Linked DNA regions of Mus musculus: region 2 is linked to region 1. Evidence: chromatin contacts called from public Hi-C data. All regions are on one chromosome and are shown on one strand. The core of a region is the stretch at or near the end of the contact, and the rest is flanking DNA. Distances in the headings are between cores, read along the strand shown. Region 1 overlaps A930011G23Rik (RIKEN cDNA A930011G23 gene). Region 2 overlaps A930011G23Rik (RIKEN cDNA A930011G23 gene).

Region 1 (4,638 bases), core at 610-3,109:
GCACTGTTCAGAGATGCTTGACAGGAAAGAAAAAGGGACAAGCATTTCTGAGAGCTTTGTCACCATGCCAGTTTCCAGTTCCCTAAAGGGACAGGCATCCTTAGAAGACCTCCAGAGGTAGACTGAAACTTGCCCCAGGAACGCTCTGAGTAGGAAGTATGACAGAGGCGTGAGAGAATGTAGCCCAGGGAGGGTTCTATTTCTCTCTGATATTCTTATTTAAAGGGATATTAAATTCCTTTAAGGGATATTAAAACCTGTGTCACTTTTAATCTAGGAAATTGTTTCCGGTTTAAAGATGTAGCAGTAGGTAGTCTTCCCATTGCCAGAGAAGATGCTAATAGAGCCGGGACATTCTCAATCCCGAAAAGTGTGGTGAAATTCTGTCCAGTGGGTGGCAGGCTCACTGAGTGGGTCATTATCTCCTCTGGAGGAGGATGCAACTCGGGCTGTCTGCCTGTCCTAGGCTGACAGCCAAGCTCATCTCTCTTCCAGTCTTCAGAAGCCTTCAGACCCTAGTCTTCAGAACTACAGTCCTTCCTTTACTTCATCCCTACAAAAACCAGACTGAAGAGGCCTCCATACACAAGCGTTGTTTGGGTCTCCAGGCACCCCATGTTAGGAAGAACTTACAAACGCTATACAAAGACTTTAGGATGATCAGTATAGTCTGATAGGGGAGTCTCCACTGCTTAAAGAGCTGAGTCTACCAATCCCCATAAACTTACATATAGCCTTATGAAGATGCTTTACATTTTTTATTCATTAATCGTGTGGGTGCACGTGTGTGTGGGTGCACGTGTGTGTGGAGGACACCTGGCAGGAGTCAGTGTTCCATGTTTGCCAGGGAAGGTCTGAGGATTGAACTCAGGTCATGAGGCAATCCTGAGCATTTCTGAAAGCTTTGTCACCATGCTAGCTTCCAGTTCCCTAAAGGGACAGGCAACCTTAGAAGGCCTCCAAAGGTAGGGTGAGATGAGGCCCCAGGAATGCTCTGAGCAGGAAGTATGACAATGTGGTGAGAGAATGTAGTCCAGGGAGGGTTCTATTTCTCTCCGATATTCTTATTTAAAGGGATATTAAGTTTCTTTAAGGGATATTAAAACTCAGGATAGTTTTGAAAACACTTGTGAAAGATATTTTAAGCATAAAATTCTGATTAATTTGCACTCAATTCACGGAAAACAATTTTTTCCTATGGGACAAAATATTATGTGATGATTATTTTCTGGTCTGGTTAAAGTTCCTGGTCTTGGAAACAGGAAGTCGGAAACACAAATAGGAAAATAAAATAGTTAATTTAGGGCAATATCTGCAAGTTAGAGTAACTCTGGCACAATATATGTTCTAATCTTGACATTATGAATATTGGATTCACAATAGTTAAGACAGGAGTAAGGACCAGGGCTTAAAAAAAGATAATCAAATCTTAACTGTTACTTGAACCTTTTCTATATAAGCTGGTGTGGAACGGGACATCAGGGCAGAGTGACACTTGGTCTTCTAACAGTTTGATTCTCACTTCACAGTTCTCAAAAGCTTTACGGTCTTACACCCAGTCCAGTCTTCCCCAGCTGCTGTCTCCTCTCTTCACCTCATGGTGCAAGGGTAGGAGTGTGAATGCACATGTGTGCATAGTATGAAGATGGCTTCTCTTTTAAGCCTTATTTTAAATCTGTAAAGTCCAGACATGATGCCAAGCCTTCATGGACGACTAGCTTCTCTCTCCCCTCCCACATCCCATGTCCCTGCTATATGTCATACATAATCACAGCCAAGTGTCATTTCTAAATGTATTTTGTGTCCCTAATACTTCATTTAGTACACCCATATGAGTCAGTTCATGGTCAAAATAGCTTTGTGGTATAAAATAATTACCTCATAAACAGCTAAAAGTCCTGTGGTTCAGTCTCCCAACATGACATGAATAGAGCTTTTTGGTCTCAAGTTTCACATTCAAGTGTAACTAACCCAAAAGTATATCTTTTTCTGCACATGACACCTTTAGGCATAGAGACAGGTATATCCCAAGGTATAGTGGATTTACAGCTTATTTCTCTGTCTAGTGACAGAGAAGAAGGGGTGGTGTATGTGAAAGTGTGTGTGAGGAAGACTGACTGGATGTGATTGAGTGAGTGTATACACATACCAGAAGAGACAGGCACAGAATAGACTTTGAAGAATATCAGTCTGGAGCATTTGATTATATGTATATCATCTCTTTGAAGTCTTCTATTTGCAATGGAATTCTATTCCAAGATTATATTCCACTACTTCTTATGTTTGTTGTAATGCTTTTCTTCTTTCCTTTCCTTTCCTTTCCTTTCCTTTCCTTTCCTTTCCTTTCCTTCCTTCCTTCTTTTTTTTTTCTTTCTTTCTTTCCTTCCTTTTGGTCCTTTTGAAATAAGTTCTCTCTATTATGCACCTTTGCCTATTCTGGAACTCACTATGTAGACAACTGGCTTCAAACTGACAGAGACCTGCCTGCCGCAGGCTCCAGCGTGCTGGGATTAAAGATGTGCACCACTGTGCCCAGCTTGTTTGATGTAATGATTTTTAAAAAAGGGGGGGGCGTTAAAAATAAGAGCAGGAAAGCAAATAGTTTACTAACTAGGACTAGTCCAAGAGACTACACCAACCAATAAAAAAAATTCTAGCATGGCTAATCAATTAAATATTAAAATCCTAGTTAGGTACAAATGATTATAACATACAAGGCAACAGGTAAAATAAGAAGAACTCCAAACTGGGACTCAAGTCCCAGACCCAACTCTGCTGTCAGCTGGTTTGTTGACCTGGAGCGTTGGCCTTGTGTCTGTACTCTGAAGCGTTTGTAGGAGGCCTGATGACTTGAGACTTGCCATGCAGCTTGACCACTCTTTGACCACCTTTGGTGGTTGTCTAATGTCTCATAGAGAACAGAAGATAGGCAGATCTGGATCAGAACCTCAGCACTAGGAGACTGGCGGGTCCACTGTGAGGACTAAATAAGACCACACCTATCGTGGTGTCGTGGCATGGTTGGCCCTCCGCAGCAAGGGCCGTGGTTTTGGTGGTCTTTGCTATAGGACCAATCTGACTCCAGGCCCTTGTGCTGAGGCAGCAGCTGCTCTCTCAGTTCACACACATGTCTCTGATTCTGTCAGACCCTGCTGTCACATTCTCTTGCTTGATGCCTCATCATCTTCCTTCTAAGCATTTATCACAAAGTACAACCATGCACTCGTTCCGTATTTCTAAGGTATTATCTTATTTAATATAGCTGTCTTCATACTGTTATATACACCGTAAAAGCAAACTCCTTCTGATTTGCTCACAACTGTATTAATCCCCAGAATCTAGCTTAATGCCTGAAACGAAGTGTCTAATACCATCCCATGAATGAATGAATGAATGAATGAGTGAAATGGCATAAGACATTTGTATACTTATATTATGCCATCTACATATATTATGAGGAGATATGTGCATATTGATTGGGGCTGAGGAGTCTTTTTCTGTTTCCTCTGACCGTTCTACAACGGTTGTGTTGTATATGGTGTAAAATGTTCCCTTTAGACTAGTCTCATTGGAAAGACTATCAATTATAGTTGCCTAAACTTCCAACTACCACGACCTAGGACCTGACATATATACTGACCTACATGGCTGCCCAAAAAGGTGTTTTGGTCAACTCGCAGCAGCCATGGGGAAAGTTTTGTTTCTATTGTGTTTAAAGGGAAATTACAGGTATTTATTGCATATGACTGATATTTTCACATTCTGAATTTGTGGTCATCAGTATCATACAGAAGCTTGTTACTATGTAGACTCCTGGTGCCCTTCCCTGTGCTTGATTTAAATAACTGAGTGTGAAACACCGAAACTAACACTGTAAGCAACTTTTCTCAAGTCGACCCAGGAAGGCAGGTCCACTCTAAGCCATTCTTTCTGGGATTTTTAGTAGATATAATATGTGAGGATGTATGTAAATTCTTGTGAGCCTTTCATTGGATACCTGACAAAGCTCTGCATTAAGTAAAATGAGGGGAGAGTAAATAGTTTCGATCCTTTAAACAGTCAAATACAAGTATCTTCTGAAACCTCAAGGTTTTAAATTCCCAGAACTTACAAATTGCTGTTTAGCTGAATGAAGGGAAAGGAAAACACAATGGACACAGTCAGGCTCCATGACGGCCATTTCTAATGGGTAAGGCATCGATGAATGGCTGTGGGGGTGATGCTGGTCACATTAGTCTGGAAGTCTTCAAGGGTAGAGGGTGCCAGAGACCATCATACTTGAAAAAGATCAAGCAGAAAAAGTGCAGATAAGGCCTGATAACTCACTCATGCCAATGAAATAAAGGCTGTGCATCCTGGGATGCACAGGGTTGGCTTTGGGAGGGTTGGGGAGAAAACCCATTCTAGGTGTAGTTGCTTTCAAAGTCCAAAGTTCGAAGCTTGCCTCCCAGTGGGAGATCACACAGGTGGCACATCTCCCAACCACAGCCACTCTGGCTCATTAGTGCTGAAGCCATTTCTCTCTCAAGTATTGCCTATGAACCCGGAGAATAAATGATCAAACTGCACAATAGAACTCTACCTCTCATTTAGAGCCTGAATTTCATGTCTTCGGAGGTGTATAAAAGGCCTGTGTCA
Region 2 (4,638 bases), core at 1,356-3,855, 150 kb after region 1:
AAGATTAAAAGATACTTTTGAAATATCCCTATACAAATGCATGAAATGCATTGCTCTCAGACAGGAAGGTCCAAGAATCTGAGATGAAGTGAGGAGCTCGTCTTCCTCCTGGATCAGTCGCCATAAAGATGGACAGATGGGGCTCAACAGATGTGAACATACTCCACCCTACGGTTTATTACCAAATGGCACACAGGTGTCACTGCACCCCTGAGAGCTGGAAAATGCAGCATCTCAAGATTAACCAGCAAAGAGTGTCAACCTGAAGCCAAGGAGCTAACACCACATCTTGGTCATCTTAAAGTCATAGCTATTATTCTCCTCCCTCCTATAAGTACCTTGCATTTAAAGGGGCGTGCGCGCGCGCGCGCGTGTGTGTGTGTGTGTGTGTGTGTGTGTGTGTGTGTGTGTGTATGTGTGTATATATATATATATATATATATATATATATATATATATATATATATATATTCATCAGAAGACCCCAACTTGCAGTTAGAGATGGGGTATTCTGGTGATAAGTCCCCAGACAGTTGCCTAGAAGAGACCCTCTGACAGAAGGCTAAGGTTTTGCTTTCAGATTCACAAATGAATGGAATTTCTAATAAGAACAGCCAGCACAAGCTCTCCTCTTCATGAGGCTAAGGATTAGAAGGGATGCTTTTCAGCAATTTGGTAGAGTGGCTGGAAACTAAAATTTAACTACCCCAGTTCTTTATGAAAACAGTAACAATTTGAAAATCATTTTCTTCCAACTCTCGTCTTTGAGTTTCCAGAATAAACTGGCTTTTGCAGAGAGACGTGAATGTGTGTTGATGTGTGTGCACATCTGTGTATGAGTGCACGTGTATACGCATGCGTGTGTATGTGTACGTGTGTGTATATATGTGCATATATGTATGTGTGCATATGTTTGTGTGTGTATGTGTGCATATGTGTTTGTGTTTGGTTTGGTTTGCTTTACTTTGTTTTATTTTTGTTGTTGTTTTTCTTTGTAAGTTCAGGACATTTGGAGAACTGTTTCCCAACATGGTGTATCAAACCACAATTCTGTACCCATTCTGTCTTCTGTTTATTCTCCAGAGTAAATGCACCTCGGGGAAACTTTAAGACCCACTTTATATCACAAAGATTGGGGCTGGAACTCAGAACAACTAACATTATGTTGTTTAATCAAAGAATTCTACATTTTGAAGGGCAGCCATAACTGCTCAACATTGTCAAAAGATGGATGAGTTCTCTGTATTAGAAAAAATATCATCTGTAAAAGACACAACGAACCCTAAAACATACATGCAAATTAACAGAAAAGGTATAGTTAATCAGAAGCACAAAACTATTCAGCTCCAAAGACAGACCTTCATTATTAAACCTCTGGCCCTCTGTTTCTTCGACTGGAAATGAAAACCAATGTGGTCACCTCCCAGTGTTTGTAGCATTAAATACAGTTGCAGATGCAAAGTGCATGGTGCAGGCAACTCCGCAGACTGAACAAATGTTGCTCTCTTTCCTTCAGAGTCTCTTAAGACAACCAGACTTCATCCATCAAATAATGTCCACAACAGCTCAGATAAGCCCCTAATAGATTAAATAATAAAATAAATACCATATCCCATGGAGATACAATATTTTGTCAAACGAGAGACCACTGTTCATAGCCCATTGTGTGTTGCCATGACAACATATAGAAAATATGAAAACATGGTCATCTTTTCATTAGGAAAATGCAGTAAGTGTCCTGAATTTTACATACATAGAGACTATATTTCTTCTTGCAACTTTTGTTGTCTTCTTGAGAGAGAAGTCAGGAAGACGAGAGCCAGAGCCAGAGCAGAGCAGTTTCTCCACTGAGAGTACCTTTAAGCTCTGGTTTATCTAGTTCACAGCAGTAACAAGTGTCTGTGGGAGGGTGGTGCTGGAGGAAAGAGAGTGTATGGGGGAGCTGTATTTGAGGGTTCACCTCTTTTGTCTCAGAGCCACTCTTGATTTCCATCTCACCCCGTGGTTGAATTTGAGCACAGAAAGCAGGTACTTCTAAATCTAACAGAAACTTAGCCAGCACTTCTTTTTTTTTTAATTAGATATTTTCTTTATTTTCATTTCAAATGTTACCTCTTTCCTAGTTTCCCCTCCGAAAATCCCCTATCTTCTCCCCCTCCCCCTGCTCACCAACCCACCTATTCCTGCTTTCTGGCCCTGGCATTCCCCTATACTGGGGCATAGGGGACCTTTACAGGACCAAGGGCCTCTCCTCCCATTGATGATCCACTAGGCCATCCTCGGCTACATATGCAGCTAGAGCCATGAGTCTCTCCGTGTGTTTTCTTTGGTTGATGGTTTAGTCCCAGAGAGCTCTGGGGTTACTGGTTAGTTCATATTGTTGTTCCTTCTAGGGGTCTGCAATCCCCTTCAGCTCCTTGGGTACTTTCTCTAGCTCCTTCATTGGGGACTCTGTGCCTGACTAATACAGAAGTGGATGCTCACAGTCATCCATTAGATGGAGCACAGAGTCCCCAGTGGAGGAGTTAGCCAGCAGTCCTAACAGGTCAGGTGTAGCAGCCCTGAGACACTGCTCCTGAGACACTGCTCTGACCTCTTAGAGACGCGACCTATAGCGACATTTAGTGGTAGGTCCCTAAACTACAGCCAGGTGTCCTGAAGGGTTGGACCACTGCTGGGAATAATTTAACCAAATTTTCCCTTACCCCACTGAGAGATGTCACCATAATCGCACTCACTGATGGCTAGTCAGTTGTTCTGTGGCCCTCTGAGGCAGTGGCCATGGTGGGAGCAGTTACAATTACTACAATCTTATCATTTTTTTGTGTGTGTATCTTTGACTTCATAATAGAATCCTATTGCTGGAAGAGACCCGAGGGATTATCAAATCAAGTTCTTTCATTTTAGATTATAAAACAGCAACTCGGTATGGTAGCTCAAGTTCATGCAATTGGGTAGTCTTATTTAGAGTCCTGAATGCATTGCTTTCTCTGCAAAATGATTTTGTTGTTCATACAACAGTCTGGAGTGTTGGCTCCGTGTATTTTCACCATGTTCACTGCATACTAAGTAAGGAGCCAAAGATATTGAAAGACTACACAGAGCTCTGTAGAAGCCTTGAAGGGAATCAGGGAGTGATACACAAAAACCAAAGTAAATGAAATTTGATAATCCCCACTTGCACACCTCTCAGCATACATTGTCCCCTCTCAGCCAAAGAAGCCAGGGCAGAAAGAGTTCTTTATAATTTTTATTTTTTAATAAAGCAAACAGAACAAAACCCCCAAAAGTGTACACGGGGAAGTTAGTGTAGTCTTAAACTGTGAGTCTGCTTAAATGATGGCAAATGGGTCAGTGTTAGATCCATGTTTGGATGACAGCAAGGGAAACAGGTATTGAAACTCAAATTCCAGTTTCCACAGTGGGTTATCAGGAGAAAATACCTAAAGCTGGAAAATGAATACAGAGGCAAGAGAAATGTAGAGCTGGTCACAGGGAGGTGGGTCCAGGTGACAATCAGAGAGAGGAGCTGAAGTGGGGGTCATGAGGATCCAGGCACCAGTGAGAAAGACTGCAGCTGCCTTAGCCTATGAGGTTTGTAGAAAATTCAGTGCCCTAAAACGTGTGTATCTGCAGTCTAACAACCTATAAAGGCTGATTTAAGAACTTCAACATAATGATGGCACACCACTGGAAAACATTACTTTCAAATTATATATAAAAGAGACAATCGTGTTTCATAAGCAGCTCTGAGTTAGCAGCCTATGTCACATAGTGACTTACATCATTCTTATAGGATACAGACCACCAAATATAGGACCACATTAAAATAATGCTCATGTACCCATAACTAAAAGAGTGGCCAGTAAATATACATTCATATACTTGCACTGAAATAGAAAGTACCCGGGGCTACATTCATCACTCTGTGGGTTTCTCCTCTTTGGCTGAGTCCTTGAATTACCCAGCCAGTATCATGGTGGATTGGTACCGTGCAGCTGCTGTGATGCCGGACCACTAACGCCACTTGGAATGCTGGCAGGTAATGGAGATCCAATAAATCACTCTATAGGAGTCAAGCAAACAGGGCAGCCTAGACCAGGCTGTCTGCCATTCCTCTAAAACTCAAGATACAAACAAACTTTGGGGACAATTTTCTCAAGATGGGGCAATTCCATATACTGCCCATCATTTCCAAACACTCCAAGGAATAGCTGAAGCCTGTGTTGGAAGAGGCTACCCCACTTCCACCTGTCTTTACCTAGATGTTGGTCCTGTCCCGTTCCAAATTAGAGGCCCAGAGACAGAGCACTTTAGCAGACTGCACAGAGTAAACTGAAGGAGGCTAAGAAAACCCACAAAACAGGAAAAGTCTCTCATTTTAAGGGTCCCACCCTTTCTTCACTAAAGGCTTTCAGGTGACAGGGAAGAATGTCACACAGACACAACCAAAGAATCTGCAGTCTTGTTACACTTCCCTCTGCTCCAGCTTGTTTCCATTAGCTCTCACCCGTTTGTCACACCGTACTTCTGCATGAGCATCCATCGCAGCAGAGCTTGTCCTATGTCCTAGTCATGTGAACTTACTGTGTATTTTCTCCTTGTAGCTTTTGTTATAGGGATCTATATATTATATCA

What was found. Hi-C and Micro-C count contacts between places; a contact is called where the count stands out from the background.
Region 2: a contact with region 1 is called in a Hi-C map of bone marrow-derived macrophages, with 5 times the contacts expected there. The contact joins two enhancer-like sites. A contact is called at or near these places in 12 of 484 Hi-C or Micro-C datasets (B cells, the HL-1 cell line, Sertoli cells and 6 more) and 1 of 115 datasets of contacts at active chromatin or transcription factors (bone marrow-derived dendritic cells).

Annotation. Positions count from the first base shown.
Region 1 is chr5:99,423,067-99,427,704 of GRCm38.p6, forward strand. The region is part of intron 2 of A930011G23Rik (RIKEN cDNA A930011G23 gene); the gene reads right to left. Among named protein-coding and RNA genes, the nearest start is that of Gm35314, 58 kb to the left of the region's middle. Within about 2 kb of position 1,860, at least 4 of the 459 cell types and tissues checked have an H3K27ac peak or open chromatin away from gene starts, as enhancers often do. A contact at or near this core is called in bone marrow-derived macrophages, where this site is marked.
Region 2 is chr5:99,576,301-99,580,938 of GRCm38.p6, forward strand. All of the region lies in intron 1 of A930011G23Rik (RIKEN cDNA A930011G23 gene), which reads right to left. Among named protein-coding and RNA genes, the nearest start is that of 4930405H06Rik, 36 kb to the right of the region's middle. Within about 2 kb of position 2,606, at least 3 of the 459 cell types and tissues checked have an H3K27ac peak or open chromatin away from gene starts, as enhancers often do. A contact at or near this core is called in bone marrow-derived macrophages, where this site is marked.